Linked DNA regions of Mus musculus: all the other regions are linked to region 3. The links are chromatin contacts, called in public HiChIP or PLAC-seq and promoter capture Hi-C maps. All regions are on one chromosome and are shown on one strand. The core of a region is the stretch at or near the end of the contact, and the rest is flanking DNA. Distances in the headings are between cores, read along the strand shown. Region 1 holds the start of Smpd2 (sphingomyelin phosphodiesterase 2, neutral). Region 2 overlaps Cd164 (CD164 antigen). Region 3 holds the start of Afg1l (AFG1 like ATPase).

Region 1 (4,005 bases), core at 327-2,826, 990 kb before region 3:
ACTTAGACGGAGCACCAGCAGCCCCACAGACTTCCCACAGAACCAGTCTCCATGATGGAACTGCAGGCAAGAGAAGACAAAAACTCAGGGTACTGACACCCTCCTGCCAAGGCCCCAGGAAGGCTGCGTCCAGTCTGTGTTAGCAAGGATAGGGAAGAGATCCTTACCATGTAGGGGTAACCATTCAGACTGTAGACATGCTGGAAGATTTCCTGGATTGGGTGTTTGGAGAACACACAGAGGCCACTGCCTATCATCCCGCTGAAAACCAACTCTTGCTTAATAACCAGAAGAGCAAGGAGGGGAGTACCCAGCCAGCCCTCTTCCCCTCCGCGGTCTCCCAGCTCTACTGCTAAGATCAACCCCAGAACAAAGCCTAAGACAGCAGCCCTTGCAAGATGAGGGTGACGGCCTGCTCTTCTCACACCCAGAGGAAGAAGATCGAGGGTGCAAGCAAGAATGTTGGAGAGCTTCCTCGTCTGAGAACAGGCTGAGAACACAGGCTTTTCACCTTCTGAAGTAGTGTGCATCTGGATAGGTGAGCGATAGCCTTTGCCTTAGGTACTGGAAGTCCTGCTCACTCCACACCTGAGGAAGAAGGTGAGGATACTTGCTTGGATTTCATCCCAGACAGAACAGTTTTCCTGCGCCGCCTGCCGCCTGCTGCCCTCCTCCAACCTAGCCTGCCCTACAACCTCACCTCCTCCAGGAGAGCCAGATCAAAGTTTTCCAAGTTCAGAAAGTCTCCCAAGCGCTTCATGCGGTCCGCCCTATGTTTGCTCAGGTAGGGGATGTCCCTAAAAGGGGTGGAGGACGCAGGGGGCAGAAGAGATGGGTCAGCAGTTCAATTTCCAGCAAGCACATGACAGCTTACAACTGTCTGTAACTCCAGTTCCAGAGAATCTGGCACCTTCACACAGACATACATACAGGCAAAACACCAAATGTACATAAAATAAAAGTAAATCATTTAAAAGGAAAGACATGGGCCAGGTTTGGGACGATTACTGCTGTCATCACCTCAGCTTTGGATGATAGGGACTTTGGTGATTGCTGCAACCACCCAAGCTCTGGTCTTTAGGCGATGTGGACTTTGGTGGTTCGGGAAGGACAGGGTCTAGCTCGGCTGAAGAAGACCTGCTTCCTTCCTAGGCATGTGCGAGAGGGGACTGGAAGGTGGCTCCGAGGCTGCAGCCCACGCCTGGGAGCACTTACTTACCAGCAGTTGAGATTGAAAACTCTCAGCCGTAGAGAAAAGTTGAGCTTCATGGCTGGAGTGCTTCGGAGCAAGGGCGGCGAGGCGGATTGCGCGCACAGGCTTATTGCCCTGTCCTGCGCTGCCCCGACCCAGGAACGCGAGCTGGTTGGGGGTGGGGGGCGACTCCTGCGTTACTGGGACAAAGGCCGTCCTTCCACCCGGAAAGAAGGTCGGCTGCAAATCCCGGGCTGGCTGCGCGAGGCCGCCGGCAGTCCTGGAAGGAATCTCGGGTGGACTGTTCCAGATTCTTAGGTCCTTCGGTGGGTTCTCCGCACCGCGGCCTACAGGTTCCTCCCTTGTTCCCGGCTCGGCTTCCACCAGCAACAGGCTTGAAGTTGATGCGAGGCCCCGCCCACGAACTCACTCAGGTCCCGCCCCTTGCGGGCGTTCGGGGAGGAGCCACGCGGTTGCCCTGGCGACTCGCACTATTTGTGTTCCGGGCTCTCTGCTGTCCCTGCCATGGCCACCCAGCAGCCGTGCCGGCCCAAGTCGAAGCCCCCAGCATGTCACGTGCGGTTGCCGCCCGAGCCGCCCCTGAAGCTGAAGGTGGTGGGGCTCTTCAAAAGCTCCAGCTTTCAGGTGTCAAAGACCATCGCTGAGGTAACCCCTCGCCCCAGACGCCGTGCGCACCTCAGCCCCCTGCCGCGGTGTCGCCTGCGCTGGCGGGCGGGGGTCCACGTTCTGTCCTAGGGCTGGATGGGGGCATAGAGAACAAATGCTGGTCGCAAGGAAGGGCGACCTGGAAGAGACTCGGAGCGCGAGCGAGCGTTCGCGGGGATCCGTATTGGGAAAATGGTAATTTCGGAACACCTATGCATGGAAATGCTAGTTCACGTGAAATTTTTTATTGGATTATGGATTTACAAAATTCAAAATTACGGGAAAATATTCAAAAGCTCCAGCTTTCAGGACCATCGCTGAGGTAACCCGGTGCCCCAGATACCACCTCAGCCTCCCCGCCTCTAGTTTAAAAAAAAAAAAGAAAAGAAAAGAAAAAAACACTTGTGATTTTTTTTAGTACTTTAATTTTGGAAGGGCCTTTCCTTTATAATTTCTGTAGTTGTTTCTGCATTTTAGCAGAATCAGATACTTTTCAGATTTTTAAGAGATGTCCCAGAAGTGCTGTGAAGAATCCAAGTATGAATTTGTAAACATGTAGAATGATATTTTATGCACCAGGAAACAAACAAATGTAGCCAGGTCAATCATGCCGCAGCACGCCTGCTACCTGGAAACAGGAAAAAACCTGGGGGGTACGGTGGTGAAATACACGCAGCCCTGAGCCAGCAACTAGTTTGTTTGTGCTTGTTTTTTCCAGCTGGAGAGCAAGGGCAGTAGAATTCACCCTCAGAACACACACACACACACACACACACACACACACACACACACCCTTGCTTGCTCTAGCATCCAGAGTGAAAGTGCTGTCTTGTGTGTGTGTTGGAAGATGAAGGCTTAGTGCTTGTGTTTGTTTCTTTATTGGGTTTTTTTTTTTTTTTTGGTATTTTTGAGACATGAACCAGTGTCTTACAGCTAAAGTGGCCTTCCTTCCTTCCTCCCTTCTCTCTCTCTCTCTCTCTCTCTCTCTCTCTCTCTCTCTTTCTTGTTTGACTCTCTTAAGACATTAATATTTCCTGTGGTTGTTCCACACTGCAGGCAAAGTGTTTGCAACCTTTTTTTTTTCTTCCTGGGAAGTTCAATTAGTAAATATGTTAGGTGTTCTGGGACACAGTCTTAGACTTATGTTGAGAAAAACAGTGTGCCCAGGTATGGTAACACAGGCACCCAAAAGGCCAAGACAGGAAGTTGATGGCCAGCCTGGGCTACATAGTTATTAATACTTTGTCTTCATAACAAAGCAAAGCGGTGGACACAGGATATAAGTGTTCTAATAAAACTTTATTGTAGGGGCTGGAGAGATGGCTCAGGGATTAAGTCACAACAAACACTGACTGCTCTTCCGAAGGTCCTGAGTTCAAATTCCAGCAACCACATGATGGCTCACAACCATCCTTAATGAGATCTGACTCCCTCTTCTGGAGTGTCCTTAAGGAGATCTGACTCCCTCTTCTGGAGTGTCTGAAGACAGCTACAGTGTACTTACATATAATAAATAAATAAATCTTTTTAAAAAAGACTTTATTGTAGATGCTGAGTTAGACATATATAATTTTGATATAACATGAAATATAATTCATCTTTTGATTATTTTCAACCATTAAAAGATACAAAGGGCTGGTGAGATGGCTCAGTGGGTAAGAGCACCCGACTGCTCTTCCGAAGGTCAGGAGTTCAAATCCCAGCAACCACATGGTGGCTCATAACCATCCATAGCAAGATCTGACTCTCTCTTCTGGAGTGTCTGAGGACAGCTACAGTGTACTTACATATAATAAATAAATAAATAAATAAATAAATAAATAAATAAATAAAAGAAAAGATACAAAATTATGTTTGACTGTCAGTTCTTTCAAAAACTGTTCAGAACCGGGCATGGTGGTGCACGCCTTTAATCCCAGCATTCCGGAGGCAGAGGCAGGCGGATTTCTAAGTTCGAGGCCAGCCTGGTCTACAGAGTGAGTCCCAGGACAGCCAGAGCTACACAGAGAAACCCTGTCTCGAAAAACCAAAAAAACAAAAAACCTGTTCAGGAGTTAACTGCTATAGAGGATATTAAGTCAACAAAACAATGTTTTTAATATTGTAATAATGTAATTTTCCCTTAAGTTTCTACTCTTGTGACTATA
Region 2 (3,550 bases), core at 724-3,223, 950 kb before region 3:
TATTTTGTTTTTTGAAATTATAGATTATTATTTTTGTTGTTAACTTGAAAAACAGCAACTCAATTTTTAAATACCTTGTCTATCTAGTAAAACCAAAAAGTTTTAACAAGCATTTATTTTAACAATTAACCAAAGTAGATTAACAAAATTATCGCATGTTTTAGAAGTATTTGATAAGTTTTCAAGGGGACAGTTTATATGCCATAAAAGCTCTTACCTATTTGAAACTTTGTAGCAGTATTACCCTTATCATGTCCTGGACAGAATGATGGATGGCATTCTGCCTTAAGTGGAGATAAATTCTAGTTATGAAGACATGACTCAGGAAGACCTGTATAGAATATAACTCGGAGCACAGTTGATGCCTGGGGGGTCTGGGAATTATAAATACCATGATACTTACTGAGGATTCTTTGTTTATCATCATAGCAGGGACAACAAATACCACACTGACTCCAACCTCCCAGCCTGAGCGGAAGTCGACCTTTGATGCAGCCAGCTTCATTGGAGGGATCGTCCTTGTCTTGGGTGTGCAGGCTGTAATTTTCTTTCTCTATAAGTTCTGCAAATCTAAAGAACGAAATTACCATACTCTGTAAACAGACCTGTTAAATTAATGTGGACTGGCAGTTAACTTGTGCAACTCACTGAAACCAAAATATTGAAGAAGTCCCACATGGAAGACGCTGTTCCAGGATCTTTACCTTTCCAAAGGATGCATACAGGATATTTTGGAGCATCATCCTCGAAGAAAAGTCAGTTAAACCATTTAGTTCATCAGGAATATTTAAAATATTCTGCATGAATCCGTGTGGCTGTCGTCTTTGTTTACCATGGCTGCTGCTGTGGGACTGTTTTTTCCTCTGACATGCCAAATGTAACTTCTGTAAGTGGTGGAGAGTGCTGTCCTGTGTAGGCAGCTTCTGACTGCAGTTGAAATGTAGTCCCCTAGAATCCTAAAGGCTGTTATTCTCATCCTAGTTCCAGGTGTAACTTGGTGGCCAGAATTGAGAAGAGTGCCAAATGACCACCCGTCAGGCAGATTGAGGGCCATCACTTCAAACATAGATTAAATTTGTTTAGCACTAAACTATCCCTAGAGTAAATTTTTATGCTTGACAAGTTGTATTTTATATATTAGAAATAAGATGCCACACAGGGCAATCCAGATTTAGATTAAAGAAAGGATACACAGACATTAATCTGCAACAGGTCTTGTTCATACTCATAAAGTGTACCGTATTAAGAAATCAGAACAGTGCCTTAAGACAGACTGAGACGTCGTGAAAAATGTGTTCACACTGTGGGAGGCAAAGCTTGGTCTGAGAATGTAACTGTTGATGTGAGCAGCAGAAATCTGCTTATAGATAACATACTGTTAATATTTAATTAAAAGCATTGTTTTTTCTAGAGCTGAGAAATAGAAGCTAAAGAATAATTAGAGCTGAAAGGCTTCCTTATATCAAACCATCTAACATTTTTCTTAGGGCTGTTAAACTAGACATAAAATTGATTTATCTTTCTCTCTGTACACAAAGTATCCAAATATTATACCTTAAGGATTCCTACCAGGTTTTCTTGAAAAGTGGCTTTTACATGAGGCAAGAAGGAAGTAGTTGTAGATAGAATCATTTTCTAGTTCTTTAAATGAGACAATCACTTTGTTTTCTAATAGATGTGACCTGTGTAACTTAAAAAATCTGAGGGTTTGAGAGAGGTTGCTCTAGATTTCCAATGACGATACCCTGGCTGAATAGGCTTTTCTCTTCCTTGGGCCTTTACTTCTTTTCTTCCTCCTTGGTTTCAGTTCCCATGTGCTATCATTATAATCATGCAGACTTTTACTTCAGTTGCTTCTGAAAGCACTAAGTTTTCAGTTTTGGAGTTACTTCTCCCTTGCCTCTGACACACTGCACACGTCTAGAGGCTGTAATTGGAAATAGGCTTTTGGTTTCCTGTGCCATTCAAGTTTGGGGCTTTCATTTGGTTACAGAGTTCAGCGCTTGGTTCCCAGGGTTTATATACGAAACAGCGGATTGCTGTGGGCTGGTTCATAAAGTGAAACTAATGAATCTATCTCTTTGTCACTTGCTGGTACAGCTAGTTTGTTTCACTTGCACATTTGTACATATATCTAATGTTTTCAAGTGCCTTACTTGTTTAAACTCTGACTTCAAAGGTTTTTGGGGAAAGATAGGTTTACCTCACAGTTATGTTTCCATTGTAATTTCTAGGTTCCTCACAAAAATCTATTTCAGTGCTGTAGCTGTTAGTTTTAAGTGAGTGCTAAAGTTCTTTTAAAAGTACACAGAATTTCCATTCCTTATAAAGGTGGCAAAATTGGTTTGTCATTTACCTCCATGTGACTCCTTGCCCCATATAAATGTCAGCATATGTAGCAAGTTTTCTAAGAATGTAACTTAATTTGAAGCTCCTGAAATTTTGAGCACTGCTCTAACATTGTAGGAAGTTAGTGACATTTTGCAAGTCTCTACAAAAGCTCTTGCCACAGAATTCACTGCTGCCCTGACTCTTCACCATCTTTCTTTAGCAAGGTATTTTGAGCCATTAATGATTTTGGGTTTTTTAATCCAGAAGGTATATAAAAGCCTTTTCAGAGTTTTCATCTGATTTGTCCTGAGGATCTAGTTCTATCAAATACCTTATTTTACCTTTGCCATACTTGCTGCACAAGCAGACACTGCTGGACTTAGAAGTTTCTATTTGAGTTCCTTAAACTACAAAACTAATATGTATGTGTACCAAACTGATTTAAAATAAATGTTTATTAGTCTCTTGATCAAAAGTGTCATATTTTGATTATGAAATTAACATTGTGTTTGCCTTACCTGTCCATTTGAGGCTGGGTTGTCCATTGTTTCTTTTGTTCCTGTAGACTGGTATATAGATGGGAACTAATGGCTGTGAATTAGTGGAGAACAGAACCATGGGAATGATTGATGGTTGGGCTGATGGAAGGGGCATGCGTCTAGCTCACATTAACCAAGAGAGAGTGAGTGAGAGAGTGTGTCACAGGACTACTTTTGTGGAGCCTGTTGTTCTTTCAACTTTGTGGGTCCCAAGGATTGAACACAGGTTGTTGGACAAGTACCCTTTTCCACTGAGCCATCTTGCCAGCTACATCCTACCCTTTAGTTCTGAGTACATAGGGAGTAAAACTTTGCTTCTGATTAGCGTGTCATGTGCTGCTGTGGAGTCTGGTTCTGTTGGACCGTGTGCAGGAACATCTATATTTGATTACTTGAGTTACACTAAAGTTGTTCACTGCTCCCCTGCAAGTCTGGATGAAAGGTTGGATTCACTGCTTTGCCTCTTGTTCCCTGTTAGCCTTATCATTTGGCAATTACATAAAACTTTATAGCAAGCTTCCTAAGACATTGACATAGGTTATTGAGTAAATAGTAGAGGGTGGGATAGGTTTTGTGTGTTCTCCCCATTCTGTGTACTTGCTGTAGGTAGCCCTTGGGTACTTGTTTTTCAAAGGGTATGTATTGGCACTTTCTAATTCACTAGTGTTTGGTTTTTTGTT
Region 3 (3,688 bases), core at 461-2,960:
AAAAGAAAAAAAAGAACTGAACCTATAGCTCTGTGGCAGAAGGGTGGCCTAGTGCACAGGAGACCTTGGGTTCAAAGCACAGTACTGCTGAAAATCAAGCCAAATCCTGCCCTTCCTGTCCTCATGGTCTCTCCCAAGGCTTCCTTCCTGCCTTTGTTTAAGCCAGCTTTGTAAATGAAACTTCAAACAAGAGGGGAAAAAGAAATAACCCTCCTGGGGTTATTTCTTGATGGCGGGTGTGGGGGGGGGGAGTAAAGAAAGGGGCAGAAACTGTAATCCAGACTCAATTAATGAGATTTATACTTCAGCATTTCTCTTGTTTATAAAATAGAAAGGAATATTTTTTACTTTACTTATTTTGTGTGTGTGTGTGTGTGTGTGTGTGTGCGCGTGCGCGCGCGCAAGAGAGGACAAGTGGTGGGTGTTGGTACTTCCCCTCTGCCATATGGGTCCTAGGGATTGAACTCAGGCTTGATAGCAAGGCCCTTTGCTAAGTGGGCCATGTAAAGCTCACAGTCTGGTATTTATTTCAATGACTGAGGGGGGAAAAAAACCTATCTTGAGACGATGAGAATCGGCATTTGCATATATATACTCTGTTAAATTATATCCGATTTTGAAGGTATATAAAGAAGCTCTTGGAGATGAGGAAAGGTGACTGAGGAAGACCATGAGAATAACGTCGTTCATTTGAAAATATCTGCTCATCAGACACCAATCACCATCCTACGTGCCAAGGAAATAAGGACACAGGGTTTGCTGTCTTTTGAGAAACCAGTCCAGTGAAGAGAGGTAAAATTAGCACTTCTGGGAAAGAGCAGCAGGAGGTTCTCAAGTTCGTGGCCAGCCTGTACCACACAGTGAGACCACGTGATTGTAATTTGGCTAACCACTCATTCACAGACACATGACAGTAGAACGAAAGAATCGAAGGTCAGGGGCAAAACAGATAAATGACAGACAAACAGACAAAGTGATGCCCTAGGAATTTAAGACTGCATCGAGAAAATGGGCGGGGAGGGGGCATAGGGTCCCTGACTGACATGACCATTAAGTCCATCACCAGCCTTAAGAGCCCAGATGGGTTGGGGTGAAAGGCTCCCCACACACCAACCCCATCTTGCTTACCCCCATCCCTCCAAGCCGGGCTCTTGCACACCTGCCCTCTCCAGGCCTGGGTTACCTGGGGAAGAACTGGGTTGGCCTCTGACCCTCAAATGGAAGTTACTCTGGGCAGCTGCCTGAGGCGCTCAGCGCTCTTTGGGGCAACGAGATGCAAAAGGTCAATAGACACGAACTCGTCTCTAGGATCCTTACAACTTGTGAAGCCACGGGTGCAGCTGGGAGGGATCAGACAGTGGGGTGACCCCAGGGCCTTGCGCGGCCCGCTCGTGACACGGTCACTGACCTTTCCACAGGGGTTTCCCAGGGCCAGGGGCCGGAGGAGGGATTGCGACGACCCGCGCCCCGCACCCAACACCTCTCCCAGTCAGCCGGCTGCGCGCGGCGGAGCGCAGAGTAACCAAGGGCGACCAGGAGGCCGCCATCTTGAGCTCCGTACAGGGAGGAAAACTTTATTGTAACCCAGAAGACGCGACGGAGCAGCCGGGTGCTGTGGCGCTCCAGGAGGCCACGCCTGAAAATGAGAGAGCGTTAAAGAGAGATGACCTCAAGCTTAGAAAGGCTGCAACGCCTGCCCTTCACGCCTTCCGGTGGGCCTTGGGACTACAAGTCCCGAGAGGCCTCGCGCCTTGAGGGGGCGTGTCCTGACAGTCGCGGGTGCGCCCCACCCCGCTGAGAGGCGGCTAGAACCAACTCTCCACCCCGCCCCCACTGAAACCCTAGTTCTCCAGGCCTGAGAAACCAATTGTAGCTTGTAGTAATAATCGTGAACCTTCTAAGACCGCATAATATGAAGGTGACCAAGAGGTATATATTATACCTCGTCCAATCTGCTATAATATAGCCTCAATTTACTTTTCTTTCGGTGTCCAACGTGTCTCTGAAGGGTACCTGAAATGTGTTTCTGCCACTTTCTGTTTGAGCTGTTGAGTAATAGAAATTATCTTCTATATAGCACATGTTTTCATGCTTTGAAGAAGCTTATAAGTGGGACAGGAAAGCCAAAGGGCCCAGACTGACAGCTGGTGGATGTGGCAGTCATGGGATGGTGTGACCACTTGAATTTGCGACTGCCCTCATTTGAGGCTGGCGACCCTTTGGCTAGATGAACGCTGCAGCTAAAGACAATAGTGGGATCAAGGAGAGAGCACTGTTGTGGAGGAGTACGGAGATTATATTTTTGTCTAGGTGTGTGTGTCCTATATTGAAAGCGATTCTTCTGGAGGCCAGAAGTGGGCATTGATCCCCCCAGAGCTGGCTGAGATTAAAGGCAGCTGTGGGCCACTCAACGTGGGTGCTACGAACCAAACCCTTGTCGGCTGCATAAGTTACACATTATTTAAACAGTTGAGCCACTTCTCTAGTCCATACAAGATTAACTTTTAACAAAAGACAAAGACCTTCCCAGGGGTTGTCGGGTGGTGTTCAGCTGATAGAGTGTTTGCCTAGTTAGCAGGAAGCCCAAGATTCACCAGTCTGGGAAGAAAAAGCACAAACAGCAATCCTAGCATTTGGGAAATGTAGACAGCAGGGTTAGAAGTCCAACTACATAGTTACATCCTTAAAAATAAATAAAACAACAACAACAACAACAAAAAAGTAAACCCTTCAACCGTGGATCATATCTAAAAGACCTGAACATTTAGCTGGGAATTATGGAAAACAAGAAAGTCTAGCATTCCTAGGAAGGAGGAAACAAAGTTTCAATTGTGTGACCAAAAAAGAGAACACTAAGAAGAATTCCAGGAAACCAAATTGTGGTCACCAGAAGAGGAATTCTGAAGAAACAGGAAATGGAAGGTGTAGTATGGCAGAGTAACTTCAAGCCTTTTCTCTGCTAATATGTCAAAGTATGTACCCACCCCGATGGGACTGAAGATAGTCTAAAGAGACACTTGTGTCTTCTTTCCCTTTGGCTATTGCACTACTGAAACAATGGCCCTAAGAAATCAAACTGCTCCCAAGAATCCCACGCTGGGACAAGGAAAAGGTTGAAGCCTGGTGCCAACCAGAAAAGGGAGAAGCTGGGCTCCCGGAAGTGACGTCACACGGTTCAGACAGTGCAGAACCAGCTTGTAGGACACACTGGAGCTGGGCAATGGTGGGCCAGTGATGCACAGGTCACACCTGACCTGGACGGCTGAGTTGTTGTACCTCTTTCCTACGACTTAAACCCAAGCTTCCAGTCAGGATCTCAAAGATGGATTTGGATCTCTCTCTCTCTCTCTCTCTCTCTCTCTCTCTCTCTCTCTCTCCCCCCTCCCTCCCTCCCTCCCTTCTTCCCTCTCCAAGCTCTGACCAGAACAACCGTATCTGCTGATGTACACATCCAGTCTTGGAACTCTAGCTCCATAGACCAGGCTGGCCTTGAACTCAAAGAGATCTGCCTACCTCTGCCTCCTGAGTGCTAGGATAGAAAAAGTGTGCCGCCCCGCTCGCTGCCTGGCTGAAGCAACCTGTTTTTAAATTTTTTTTAGGTTTATGAGTGTTTTGCCAGCATACATAGCTATGTATCACATGTGTGCCTAGTACCTAAGGAGACTGGAAGAAGGCACCAAATCTCCTG

What was found. HiChIP or PLAC-seq counts read pairs in DNA pulled down with a chosen protein or histone mark. Capture Hi-C pulls out chosen DNA fragments and counts their contacts.
Region 1: a contact with region 3 is called in a promoter capture Hi-C map of adipose tissue, with 2.8 times the contacts expected there. The contact joins the promoter of Smpd2 here to the promoter of Afg1l in region 3. A contact is called at or near these places in 6 of 39 promoter capture datasets (hematopoietic stem and progenitor cells, hippocampal neurons, liver and 2 more), 1 of 484 Hi-C or Micro-C datasets (CD4 T cells), 2 of 115 datasets of contacts at active chromatin or transcription factors (astrocytes and large pre-B cells) and 2 of 9 other capture datasets (adipose tissue and liver).
Region 2: an H3K4me3 HiChIP or PLAC-seq map of bone marrow-derived macrophages shows a contact between it and region 3, with 4 times the contacts expected there. The contact joins the enhancer-like site here to the promoter of Afg1l in region 3. A contact is called at or near these places in 4 of 39 promoter capture datasets (the C10 cell line, hippocampal neurons and liver) and 3 of 115 datasets of contacts at active chromatin or transcription factors (bone marrow-derived macrophages, extraembryonic endoderm stem cells and pro-B cells).

What each region holds. Positions count from the first base shown.
Region 1 is chr10:41,488,764-41,492,768 of GRCm38.p6, forward strand. It overlaps Smpd2 (sphingomyelin phosphodiesterase 2, neutral), which reads right to left and starts at 1,577. Exons shown (of 10, transcript NM_009213.2): 1 at 1,220-1,577; 2 at 701-797; 3 at 512-588; 4 at 168-261; 5 at 1-60. The coding sequence starts at 1,269. Ppil6 (peptidylprolyl isomerase (cyclophilin)-like 6) reads left to right here and starts at 1,676. Exons shown (of 8, transcript NM_028430.1): 1 at 1,676-1,858. The coding sequence starts at 1,718.
Region 2 is chr10:41,528,243-41,531,792 of GRCm38.p6, forward strand. It overlaps Cd164 (CD164 antigen), which reads left to right. Exons shown (of 6, transcript NM_016898.2): 6 at 430-2,800. The coding sequence ends at 599. Among named protein-coding and RNA genes, the nearest start is that of Cd164, 11 kb to the left of the region's middle. Within about 2 kb of position 1,974, at least 50 of the 459 cell types and tissues checked have an H3K27ac peak or open chromatin away from gene starts, as enhancers often do. A contact at or near this core is called in bone marrow-derived macrophages, where this site is marked.
Region 3 is chr10:42,476,855-42,480,542 of GRCm38.p6, forward strand. It overlaps Afg1l (AFG1 like ATPase), which reads right to left and starts at 1,711. Exons shown (of 13, transcript NM_145743.2): 1 at 1,409-1,711. The coding sequence starts at 1,547.